2 separate regions of the Gossypium hirsutum genome follow, and region 1 is linked to region 2. Evidence: chromatin contacts called from public Hi-C data. All regions are on one chromosome and are shown on one strand. Each heading gives the region's core, a stretch centred on a gene start, on an enhancer-like site or on the middle of the called end of the contact. The rest is flanking DNA. Distances are from core to core; before and after follow the strand shown. Region 1 holds the start of LOC107929664 (protein transport protein SEC31 homolog B). Region 2 holds the start of LOC107929673 (cationic amino acid transporter 9, chloroplastic).

Region 1 (5,704 bases), core at 2,750-5,249, 620 kb after region 2:
GTACAGATATGCTATGGGCACTAAGTTCAATACAGGCGTACCCAACCCAGTCTACAATCATACATGGAAAACATGGATATTTCTACCAGAATCAAACTGAAGGCTACCAAACCAACTGCTACAGTCAAACATATAAATATCAGGATAAAAACATGGATTACCTGTACCAAAATCGCTGTCCCCAACACCATATCGGCTGCAGCCCTGCAAAATAAAGGAAAAAAATTACCCAAAAGTGTTACATCTAGGGTCCAAGGAAGAAAGAGTTCTGAGAGGCAAAATTGTTGATACTGGACAAGTATCTTTTTCTTGAACAAGCCAGCAAGAACTATAAGCTTCAAAATTTTGCCACATAAATTAAGAAAGAACAGTTCCCACAAGATACATAAAATGCCATCCCAAAACAAGTGTATGATAATGATAATGATAATGATAAACAGATTGCAATTGACCTATCATACATATTTCCAACTGCTAAGAAATTTTTGTTTAAAAAAATGTGATTATGAAAGGAAAGAAACTTAAACACGGTCACACCTCAATATTGTAAATGCCAATTTTGCCGTCAAATGAAGATGCTGATATTATTCCAGGTATCTTCGGATACCAGTGCACATCAAAGTTCCAGTTGGTACCTGCAGGCAATTCACAGACAGCCTATTCCCCAAAAGAAAAAAAAAAAACATAATTCAAGATATACTTGTTTGATAAAAATAACACACAGATAGCCAAAAGGAAAGCCTAAAACATATATCAATAATTAACTCATTTACCCACCTCTCCAGTTACTGTATCCCAACAAATAGTCCGATTATCTTTGGCACATGTGAGTAAATAAGAGCTGTCAGAGGGACACCATGCCATTGCAATTACACCTGGAACAATAGATGCATAAACGGAAAAGGGAGATGGATAAGTATCAGAAAAATTGAACAACAAATGCCCTGTACAAGAAAAGTGATGAAATCCTAAATTTATCATGGATCCCTACTGACTGAGGCTGTGGGTCACCTACGCAATCTTAATATATAATTATTAGTCCAACCTTGGTAAGCTAATTACATGCATTTCATATTCTATGGTCTACTATCAGCTCAAAACGAAAAAGTTTAGCAATAATTTAGCCCTTCCAGTGTAATTGCCATTCTTATTGAGAAAATATTTCAGGCAACTGCTTTTCAGTTCTAGAGAAAGTGAGAAAAGCAAAATTGAAAATAATCAATAGCATATAATTCTTGCATCAAATACAGAAACAAACATCCAAAAGTAAAGAAAGATAACATTATCAGCAAGTTTAAAACAATGCATCAACTTGTCAAGCACCATTACCTCTTGTGTGCCCTGCAAACTCCTTCACTGGTGACATTATATTTCGCATGTCCCAAAGCTGTTGGAAAAATATCAGAAATTAACAAATTCCCAACAAATGGTAATCCTCAATAGAAGCAAATATAGTCTACAAGATCATTACTCTAAGCGTTGGTGAACCATCTTCATCAGATGCAACAACAAGTTGAGTGGCAACATCAGGATGCCACTGCAAAACAGAACATCGCCTTCTTATTGAATCTGCAAAACTGCAATAGAAATGGGGGGGGGGGAGGCAGATTAGGCCAAATGTTGTGCCACATCAAAACGGAAGCAACATGCAAACACCCAGAAAATTTTCTCTTGGTAGATAACATGAAATTTACCTTATCACTGGTTTTTGCTTCTTCAAGTCCCAAACAACTGGAAAATGAAACCATAAATATTATCTTCCTGCCTAAGCTTAAATGACAAGACAAATAGTCTAGTGTATGTCATTTACTCACCAGTTGTTCCATTGTATGAAGTTGATGCCAATATGTGTTGAACCTTGCTATTCCAAGACAGATATGAGATTTCACCTTGAGAAGCAGAACCGCTACCCTGCATGATTAAAAACCAATATATATATATATCAGACGCCTCCATACATTTTCTTCCATCTTTTTGGAATGCAGAGGGAAAAAGGGGGGGGGGGGTCAGACTGATATCCAGCTGAACAAAGCGTATATATTAAAAAGGCAAGCTTGCTACAGTAAAGACAACATGAATACAGAGGAGGAGGCACATACCTTAAGAGGCGGAAAATGAGAGGGTTGTGCAGGTGCTGCCAGATCCCAGATGCAAATTTCACCATCATCTGCCCCAGATGCTAACAAGTTTGGAGCAATTGCATTGAATTCGAGACCGCGAACCTGAAAGATGGGGAAAAGAATAGAAGTAACATAACATGCAATCTCCAAATGCTTGACAAAAAAAGTCACGTATTGTGGTCAAGCATTTATTACAGAAAAAAGAAACTCACAGGCCCTTTGTGCCTTGAAAGATGTCCAACAAGAGCTTGATCATTTGCCTCAGAGCTGGGGATACGAAGCACGAAAATTACTACCATTTAATCATATATAGCACCCAAAAAAAAAACGAAACTAATAAAAATAGCACAGATATTCTGAAAAGAGAAATATGAAAGTAATCAAATCCAATCATCTAGAAAACAACCCCCCTATAGGAACAGATAAAAAGTTGCTACTTCCGCAACAAAGGGTCCCAATCAAAAACCAGTTAAATAGGGGGAAAATTCTCCCAAAAGATAATGCTAACCTTTTGCTACTCTTAGCATCTAATAAAATACAGCATGGTACAAATGTAACCTGAAAGCCAATATCAAGAAATAAAAAGGTTTCCCGCCGTTTAACCACATTCTATATATCATCCAGTCATAACCCTACACAAAACAAACAATATGATTCATATGCTGTACAAACACGGGAACAGAACACAACAAATATGAGTATATTTTGATCTAATCAATGAACCTCCAATTATCATTAACTATGATACCTAACAGCCCAAGAATATCATTGACACGTGAAAGAAAATGCAAATCATGCCTGTCAAAAAGATGAGAAGTCAGGCACAAAGAATTAACATTCATTTTATCCAACTTATTCCAGCTCCAAGAACAAATAAAGCAATAAAAATTGAACATGGAATTAAATTTCAAATAACAAGTCATCCAGAGTCAATTTCAAATTTCAACCAACCAGTCATCAAAATACAGTTACAACAAGTATCTAGAACTCACAAATCAAGGGCACAGTACTACTAAATCAAACATAAAATACTGTAGCCTCGAAGTAGCCAGAAAATTAGAGATGCTCACATCAGAAATGTGTCAATGCCATTTAGGTAACAGAACAATATAATCCCAAGTAGCTAGAAAGCCACAACATATTCCCATCCATGCAACACTTTACACTTAAAACCAACAATATAATCCAGTTAACTAATAGAAAAAAAAATGCCCAATTAATTGAAAGTCATTTCCAGTTCAATCGAATTTAAAGCCAATTAGCTAAATACAATGTAAGCACAAACAAATTCAATTTACCGGATCAATTTTAAAGGATTCCAAAGATCGATGCTACCATCAACGAGGCCACCAGCAATGAGTCCGAGAGAAAACTCATCGGAACCGGATCCGTTCTTGCCCCAAGCTAGGCGGTTAAACCGCTCTGAGCTTGGGCACTCGCCTATAACGGGGAGCTCGAGATCGTCACTCTGGAAATCAAACTTGAAGATCTCGAGATTCGCCGATGAACTGAAGGATAGATCCACCGCTCCGGCCATCGTCCCAGCAGCCATGTAGGGCGCGTCCGGCGCCAGTGCCACTGACGCCGATCTGTTCACCCCTTTTATACACGCCATTAGGATTAAATGTAAGTTTTACGGTTCCTTATCCCCCAAAATGCCTATCAATTTATCTGTAGATACAGTGAGAAAATGAACAAAGATCGAATAACGATTATCAGCGCCTATATGTGAATTGAAATGTGATCTGATTTGGATTAAAACGATGAGAATTTGGACAATTAGGATTTGATCCGATTTTGGAAATTCAGAAAGAGAAGAGAAAGAGAGAGAGGGAGGGGAATCGACGAGGCAAAAGGAGATTTAATGAGCGAACACATAGTGAGTGGTTTCATTTTTATTTTATTTTTCTCTTTTCGGCAATTTCTGATATTTATATTTGGTCAAATTTACTTTTAGTCCTCTTTTATACTTAATTTTAAAATTTAATCCTTTTACTTTTTCTTTTACTTTAATTTGAAATAATCTCAAGTTTTATAATGTCATTATTTAATTACATTTTCATCAATTTTTTAAATACCTTTTCCACTTTAATACAATAATATATATATGTCAACATGATTATATAAACGAAGATAAGGAGGCTTGTAATAGGTATAGCAAAATAAAAAATTAAAATCGTAAATTTGATTTGATATCTATGGGTTAAATATAAAATTAATATCCAAATTTGTCTACTTCTTTCAGATTGATATTTATGGTTTTTTGTCCTAAATTGGTATCCAAACTTTTTTTCCGTCAACTAAATTTATACTCGAGACCAACGACGTTAAATTTTTACTGATGTGATAGTGCTGGCCAATCGCATGTCGTCACGTGGTGTCCTATTATACCATCCAATCACCACCGAAATCACGTCTCTTAAACCTCTTTCGTTTTCCTCCTCATCTTCCAGCCATCGTCAACCAACCCCCACCACTTCTTCCCTTTTCAAAATAACCCATAAAGAGTGGCTCTTTCGACACCTAATTTTCCATTTTCATTCATTTTTCTAGTTCTTATACAGTTCAAACTTTTGAATTATCAGACAAATAATGGGGCTTCATTAAGCCACACAAAATTTTTTAATATCTTTTAAATAATTCATTTACATTAAAACAGTTTGATTGGTTATTTTGAGAACCAACTGGTTAAACTAGTTTGAAATCGATTCAACTACTAATTTAATTGATTCTTTAGCTTGTTTCAACCAATTTGTATTGGTTCGTAGGTCAATCAAGTTTTTACCTCACACTAGACTGATACCCCAATAGTTCTTAGTCTACCTGGCTAGTGCAATTCAATTTAAATAACATTGGATTTTGGAATTTATGTTTATATTTTTAAAATCATTTTTATATTTTATATTTAATTTTGAAAGATTTTTTTATAATTTTTAGTTTTTTTAGAAATTGTGATTTTTGAAAATATAAATTTTTATTTTTATTAAAAATATGAAAAATTTTATTTTTTAAAATTTTTATATATATTTAAAAGGTAAGGACCAAATTAAAAAAATAGTAAATATTGAGGGCTAAGAAAATTATTTTACTTTTGACATTGTTAATTTTAATTTCAAGATTAAATGAGGACAAAGATTTTTTGATAAAAAAATACGTCTCAAAATTAAAGTTTAAAAATTAAATTTTAAATTTTGAAGAGTATAAGACTTTTGACATATTTAAGCCTTCTCCCTTGGCATTGGAGGGAAAAAATAGGTGGATGTAGTTAAGAGTTCCTTATATTATAAGGACATGATTAAATTAGTCTCTCAAGATTAAATTTAGAATAGATTTAATATTTATTGTTTAAAAATTATCATTTATTGTTTAACAAAATTAATATTTTTAAAGTTTTTATGATATTATAAATAAATTTTTTTGTTTGAAATTAAACTGTAATAAAAATAATTTTTAAGATATTTTTTATACAATAAATATTAACTATGTTACAATTTGGATTTATTTGATTGTTTTTAATAGTATAGGGACTAAATTGAACTAATTTGATCCATACCCTATAATATAGGGACTCTCTCAAGTACTTT
Region 2 (5,907 bases), core at 2,697-5,196:
AATTTGTAGATAGACACTAATTTTAGTTATCGATGTAATCCGATATTTACTATTAGATCTTAAAGAACTCAACTATAAATAAAATCTTCCTCTTTCATTAGTAATAATCCTATTATTTTTATTTAGAGTTATAAAATACATTAGAGAATATTTATTCAAACACTTGGTGTGCTATAATTTTCTCATGGCATTTCTATTTGATTCAAATCCCTTTGTCTTTCTGAATTACTTTCACTTTATTTGGATGTCATAGAGAATTTTACTTTTGAATTTTCATTTTCAAGAGGTAGGCGAACTTAAGTGGATTTGAAGCAACCACGTAGCTTACGAAACTAAAATTCTAGCCATGTGACATAAATGTATGCATTGTAGAACAGTCAAACACCACAAGAAGTCAATGATCCACAAATTAATCTGTATCTTAACAGTTGTAAAAACGACAGCTCGAGGAGAACCTACCTAGTTGGTAAGAAATTAAATGTACTGTAGAGAAGACCGTGTAAATACACTTTGTTTATTAGTCAGCAGAGATGCCAACATTTTCTAATAGAAATCTACATCTATGATCACTAATAATTTTATAAGCTGATTGTGCAATAATAGGATGATAGACTACAAGTCCCACCAATAACTATTGGTGACTGTACATTAATGCTCAGTGTCTATCTTCTTCAGGCGCCATATGGTAAATAATTGTCTCATCTAAACGGGGATTAGCATGATACTGTCCATAAAATGCATAAATACCTACAGATACTATGCTGAGGATGATGAATCTGATCCACGCTTCATAGTGCAACTGTGCCAAAAAAAATAGGGTAATTAACACCAGCCGGCTTTGGTCTATAAATTCTTCGAATTTTAACTCCTTTATGAATTGGTTACACAAATTCAATGCACTAATTCAAAAGGATTGTAGTGAGGGCATTTTGCAGGCATACCTGAGCAAACAGGTATATGTTGAAAAAGATGCAAACAGATGGCACAATCGGAACCCATGGACAAGAAAACCCTGGAGGATCTGAATAAGCCTGAGAAGAGTGCATTAATGGGTTCAAAAAATCATATTAAGAGGTTTACCAATTCAGCTGGTCATGTTAAACCAAGCAGAAAGCCAGCATGTGCGCTGTAAATAGCCAAAAGCGCAATCAATCTTAACATTGAACACCATTAACACCATATGTATATCAATAAACACTCCCTTTTTCCTGGCATTGGAAAGGAAAAGTAGAAATCAAATTTATGTATAGATAAATTCATTCACCTGACGGAAACAAAGAGCAGCACAAGCCATTATGGCTATAACCACCGCAACAATCATAAAAATAAAGTGAGTGCCAAAACGATAAAGAACTCCAGCAGCAAAACCACAGCATGCCACTAGGAAAATACATAGGACACCTTCACACCAGGTTGAGATGCACTTTGAAGAAACTCGATTTCCGGTGTTATTTTTCCAGCGAAGCGTTACAACACAGGCTGCAACAACAGAATAGCCTGTCTGAAACAAATCAAAGTATAAAGTGAGGTGCATGTCATTCGCAATTATACACATCTAAATGCATTTGTTCCTTCAAAACATCAACTTAATTTATGCAGGTACTTTCCTTTGAACTCATGACCATCCAATACATGCACTTCTACACATTACAGGATGTTGACAGAAGCCAGAGTATACACTCTATGGTTAAAAGTTATTAGCAAATAAAAGTTCTGCAGATACTGATCTGCTTTCATCTGAAGCTGAAAATAGACTACTTCGATGACCTACAGATGATACTAGGAAATGCACAATATGCTGAAGTAGGTTACCCCTTGTAGATACTTGTTTTTGGTTACTAACTGTCCAATCAGTAGTAGTTCCAGATCTAAAACTGTGATAACTTGATAACCATATATGATTAAGCAAATATAGAGCAAAGACTTCACAGAAAAAGGAAAAGAAATGGCCTACCAGTGAGCCAACTGAAAGAATGTGTGATAGTATATGCACGTTAAACAGCCCTCCCAAAACAGCAGCAATGATACCGACCCAGATTTGAGAATGAATAGGTGTGTGGCGTATCGGATGCACTTTAGCAAATATCGAAGGCAGTAAACCGTCCCTTCCAAGCCCAAGATATAAGCGAGACTGCTCAGAGAAACACTCCATCATGTAAACTGGAAACATGTTACTCAATAAGGATATAACAAATACATAGAAATTTGACATAAAGACCAACAGCTGCTCAGACAAAGCATTTCATCACGTGCACTGGGAACATGCCACTCAATAAGGACATAACCACATAACAGAAACCATTGAAATTTCACCTGGACATATAGACCAACTAGAAGGGTTGTTGTAAGCCCAGCAACAGCTCCAATACTGATCAAAATAGAAACATATTTCAAACCCTTGGATGTAAACGCTTCAGATAAAGGAGCATCCTCGCCAAGGAGGTTGTAAGGTACCATCCCGGTGAGCACTAAGCAAACACCAACGTATAAAATAACACATACAAGCAGACTTCCCAAAATTCCGATTGGCAAATCACGCTGAAATATCAAAATTAAAACAGAGAAGATATAAAGAATGAAACTACAAATAACATGCAGACACTATAAAACAATACAATACAAGATAAAGCATAGTAACATAAATTACAATACTTTGAATGACAAGACATTGAGTTGCTTTCAAAATAAGATTACCTGAGGTCTCTTTGATTCTTCAGCAGAATTAGCAACCGCGTCAAATCCAACATATGCAAAGAATACTACGGTTGCTCCCGTAAATATATGTTTAACACCATTGGGAGCAAAAGGAGACCAATTATCTACATCAACTTTGAAAGATCCAACAATAATGACAAAAATAACGATGACAACCTGCAACACAGTTAATGCGGAAATCAGTTACAATCACTCCCATTTCACTTTTTTCCTCCCCCTCTGTTTCTTCCTTTCACCAAAGGCCAAATGTTAACTTTTAATTATTCACAAATCTTGTTGATTTTTGTATCCGAGTACAATCTTTGTCCTTTTTTACTCTCAGAAAAAGGAAAAACGGGTATAATCAGAATATAGAAAACAAACGAAGTCCTGAAAGGAGGGTACCTTGGCTGCAGTCATGAAAGAATTAACAGCAGAAGATTCTCCAACACCAAGACAGAGGATAACAGTCAACACGGCAAGAAGAATCGGAGCCAGGATATTGATAGACAAAGTTCCTCCAAAGAATTCTTGACCACCATGACCAACCCAGGGAGGTATGTTTCCTTTCAAAGCAGGGATGAGCTCGAAAATGGTAGCCACGTAGCTAGCTAAGCTACGGGCAATACTAGCTGCTCCGATATGATAATCCAACATTAATTGCATGAATACAAGGAAAGCCGTAATTTCATTGAAGGCCGTGTACGCGTACAAGTACGCGCCTCCGACTACGGCGGGAAACCGTGAAGCTAACTCCGCGTAGCACAACGCGTTCAACACACACGATGCTCCCGCGAGTATGAAACTAATAGTCACTCCTGCAAAAACAGATTCAGAAAATCGCAACAAAATCTAAAGCAGAAACGATATCTGCGATCCAATAGAACCAAAAAGTAAAGAATTGGAGCGGACCTGGACCGGCATCACGAGCGACGGTTCCGGTGACAACGAATATGCCGGCACCGATAGAGGCGCCGACGCCGAGTAGGATGAGATCGAAGACGCCGAGACGGCGGATAAGGCCATCGCTAGAATTGTTAGTGGAGGAGGATGACTTGAGGGTCTTGGCTCTAAGAGCTGAAGAGCAAAAGTGAGAGAAACAAGTAGATGAGGAGGTGGCGTCTTTGTGACGGCTATCATCCATGGTTGAGGCCATAAAGGTGCGAAAGAAGGATGCCAGTAGTTTGTGTCACGCTGGCATTCATCTTATTTATAGTGTCTGAAAATTCAACGGGGTTAGGTATGGATATAGCGGCTCGAAATTAGCCATACATTTTTGCTCATATATTTCTTCTCGGAAAACAATCAAGATATTCCCCCTTTTTTTAAAAATCGGAATCTTTTTTTCTTTCTTTTTCTTTCCATTTTCTTAATTAACAAAAAACGAAAATCACTGCAGGATATCGTTAAAAATAATTAGTTTAAGAATAAGGGAGTTAATATTTTATTTAATTTTTAATAAACTTATTTGGTGTTACAAGTCATCGGACATTAATTTAATTAGAAAATTTATAAAAATATCATTTCATAATTAAAATAAGTTATATTATTTAATTGTATTTTAGTCTTTATATTATAATAAAAATCAATAAATATATGTCTATAATAAGATTTGAACTCGTACTAATTGAATTAGTAAAATATTCAATTTATCATTCAATCAAAGTTACATTTTAATATATTTTATCCATTTTTATTTTAATATCCACAATTTATCATCTCCACCAATTGTATATATTAACAATGTTATTAATTGTGTTGGTGTTAAAAGTCAACTCAATACTAATTCACAATTGATGACAAAATCATGATAAATAATTGTAATGCATTTAGTATTATGATTAAATTTTGTTTTCTATATTTATGTATTTAAATTTCGTTTTACTCATAATTTAATATAAATTTTTATTTCAATATCATATATATTTTATGTATAATTATAATTAATCAATTTTAAACTATATGTTTTATTGCTTATTATATATAAATACGTATATATTTTAAATATATTATTTTCACACGCATTTATATGTGATAAAATTTCTAGAAAAATAATGCTCCACTGGTTTAATATGGTGATATTCTTTTTCACTAAATTAAGATAGGAATCCTATTCGTAAGTTTTGTTTTCAGAAAACAAATATTATGAGACGGTTGAACCATGTAAATCAGATAAACACTATTTTAATTATTTATTAGGAATCAAATATAGTTTATATAATTTAAAACAAACAATAAATTATTTCTTTTATTAAAAATTTTATTCATTTTATCAATAAATGATAATGTAGTTAATGAAGCAATAAGTAAAACAACACGTGACATGCCACATATTTTCATATTGATGTAATATTTCGCCATATCAATAAATATTTAAAAGTAAAATATATATATATAGATAAATTTTTAAACAATTATTTGACAACTCATGTCCATGTGATTTTTTAAATAATTATAAAATTATAAAAAATATTAAGAATATATTAGAAAAATATTCAAAATAAATCTGACAAACAATTGTCCAGGTTTATTAGAGTAGTTTCTTAAATAATTTGTATAATTATTATAAAGTATAAGTTTTCATTATTTTTAATAATTTTAATAATTTCTTATATTATTGATAATTTTTTACATATTTTTAATAATTTTTATATTTATTTGTTTAGGTTCATCATAGATGTAGTTTTTTTTAAACAATTATAAAAAGTTTGTTTACTTTTAGTATTTCTTGTAATTTTTTTTAAATGTTGCTATGTCAACATTTAATTGTATAATTGGATGAATTTTTAATAAAATGATCAATTTATTGATTTATTTAACGTGCAGAGACTAATTTATCTACGTTTTAAGTGAAAAGTACAAAATACATTAATCTCATTATAAATTTTTATCATATTTATTCTTTTTAATACAATACCTAAAACTACATATAGTCTTTCCCTAATCTCTAAATAGGAGGATAATACAATTCAACACACTTAAACTTACGTCCTTCTGCATTGATAATAATATCAATGCCAATGGAATTAAGACTCAATCGATAAATGCAATTCAATTTTTAATATAGGTTAATAATACTTTTACCTAATTATATTGCGTATATATTTTCAATGGGTGATTTAAATTGAATAAGGGCATATGCCCTATACAATGAAAATAAAGAGACCCAAAACAATAACATTGAGAAGAGAGGCCAGCTTTATGACATTAGCC

The links. Hi-C and Micro-C count contacts between places; a contact is called where the count stands out from the background.
Region 1: a contact with region 2 is called in a Hi-C map of leaf, with 1.7 times the contacts expected there. The contact joins the promoter of LOC107929664 here to the promoter of LOC107929673 in region 2. A contact is called at or near these places in 2 of 34 Hi-C or Micro-C datasets (both in leaf).

Annotation. Positions count from the first base shown.
Region 1 is chrA08:107,086,830-107,092,533 of Gossypium_hirsutum_v2.1, forward strand. LOC107929664 (protein transport protein SEC31 homolog B) reads right to left here and starts at 4,000. Exons shown (of 22, transcript XM_016861153.2): 1 at 3,419-4,000; 2 at 2,333-2,387; 3 at 2,100-2,222; 4 at 1,815-1,911; 5 at 1,695-1,731; 6 at 1,472-1,577; 7 at 1,330-1,387; 8 at 778-875; 9 at 538-657; 10 at 162-204. The coding sequence starts at 3,735.
Region 2 is chrA08:106,462,351-106,468,257 of Gossypium_hirsutum_v2.1, forward strand. LOC107929673 (cationic amino acid transporter 9, chloroplastic) reads right to left here and starts at 3,947. Exons shown (of 8, transcript XM_016861165.2): 1 at 3,607-3,947; 2 at 3,100-3,512; 3 at 2,695-2,871; 4 at 2,314-2,538; 5 at 1,955-2,131; 6 at 1,265-1,501; 7 at 942-1,031; 8 at 399-799. The coding sequence starts at 3,850. The coding sequence ends at 656.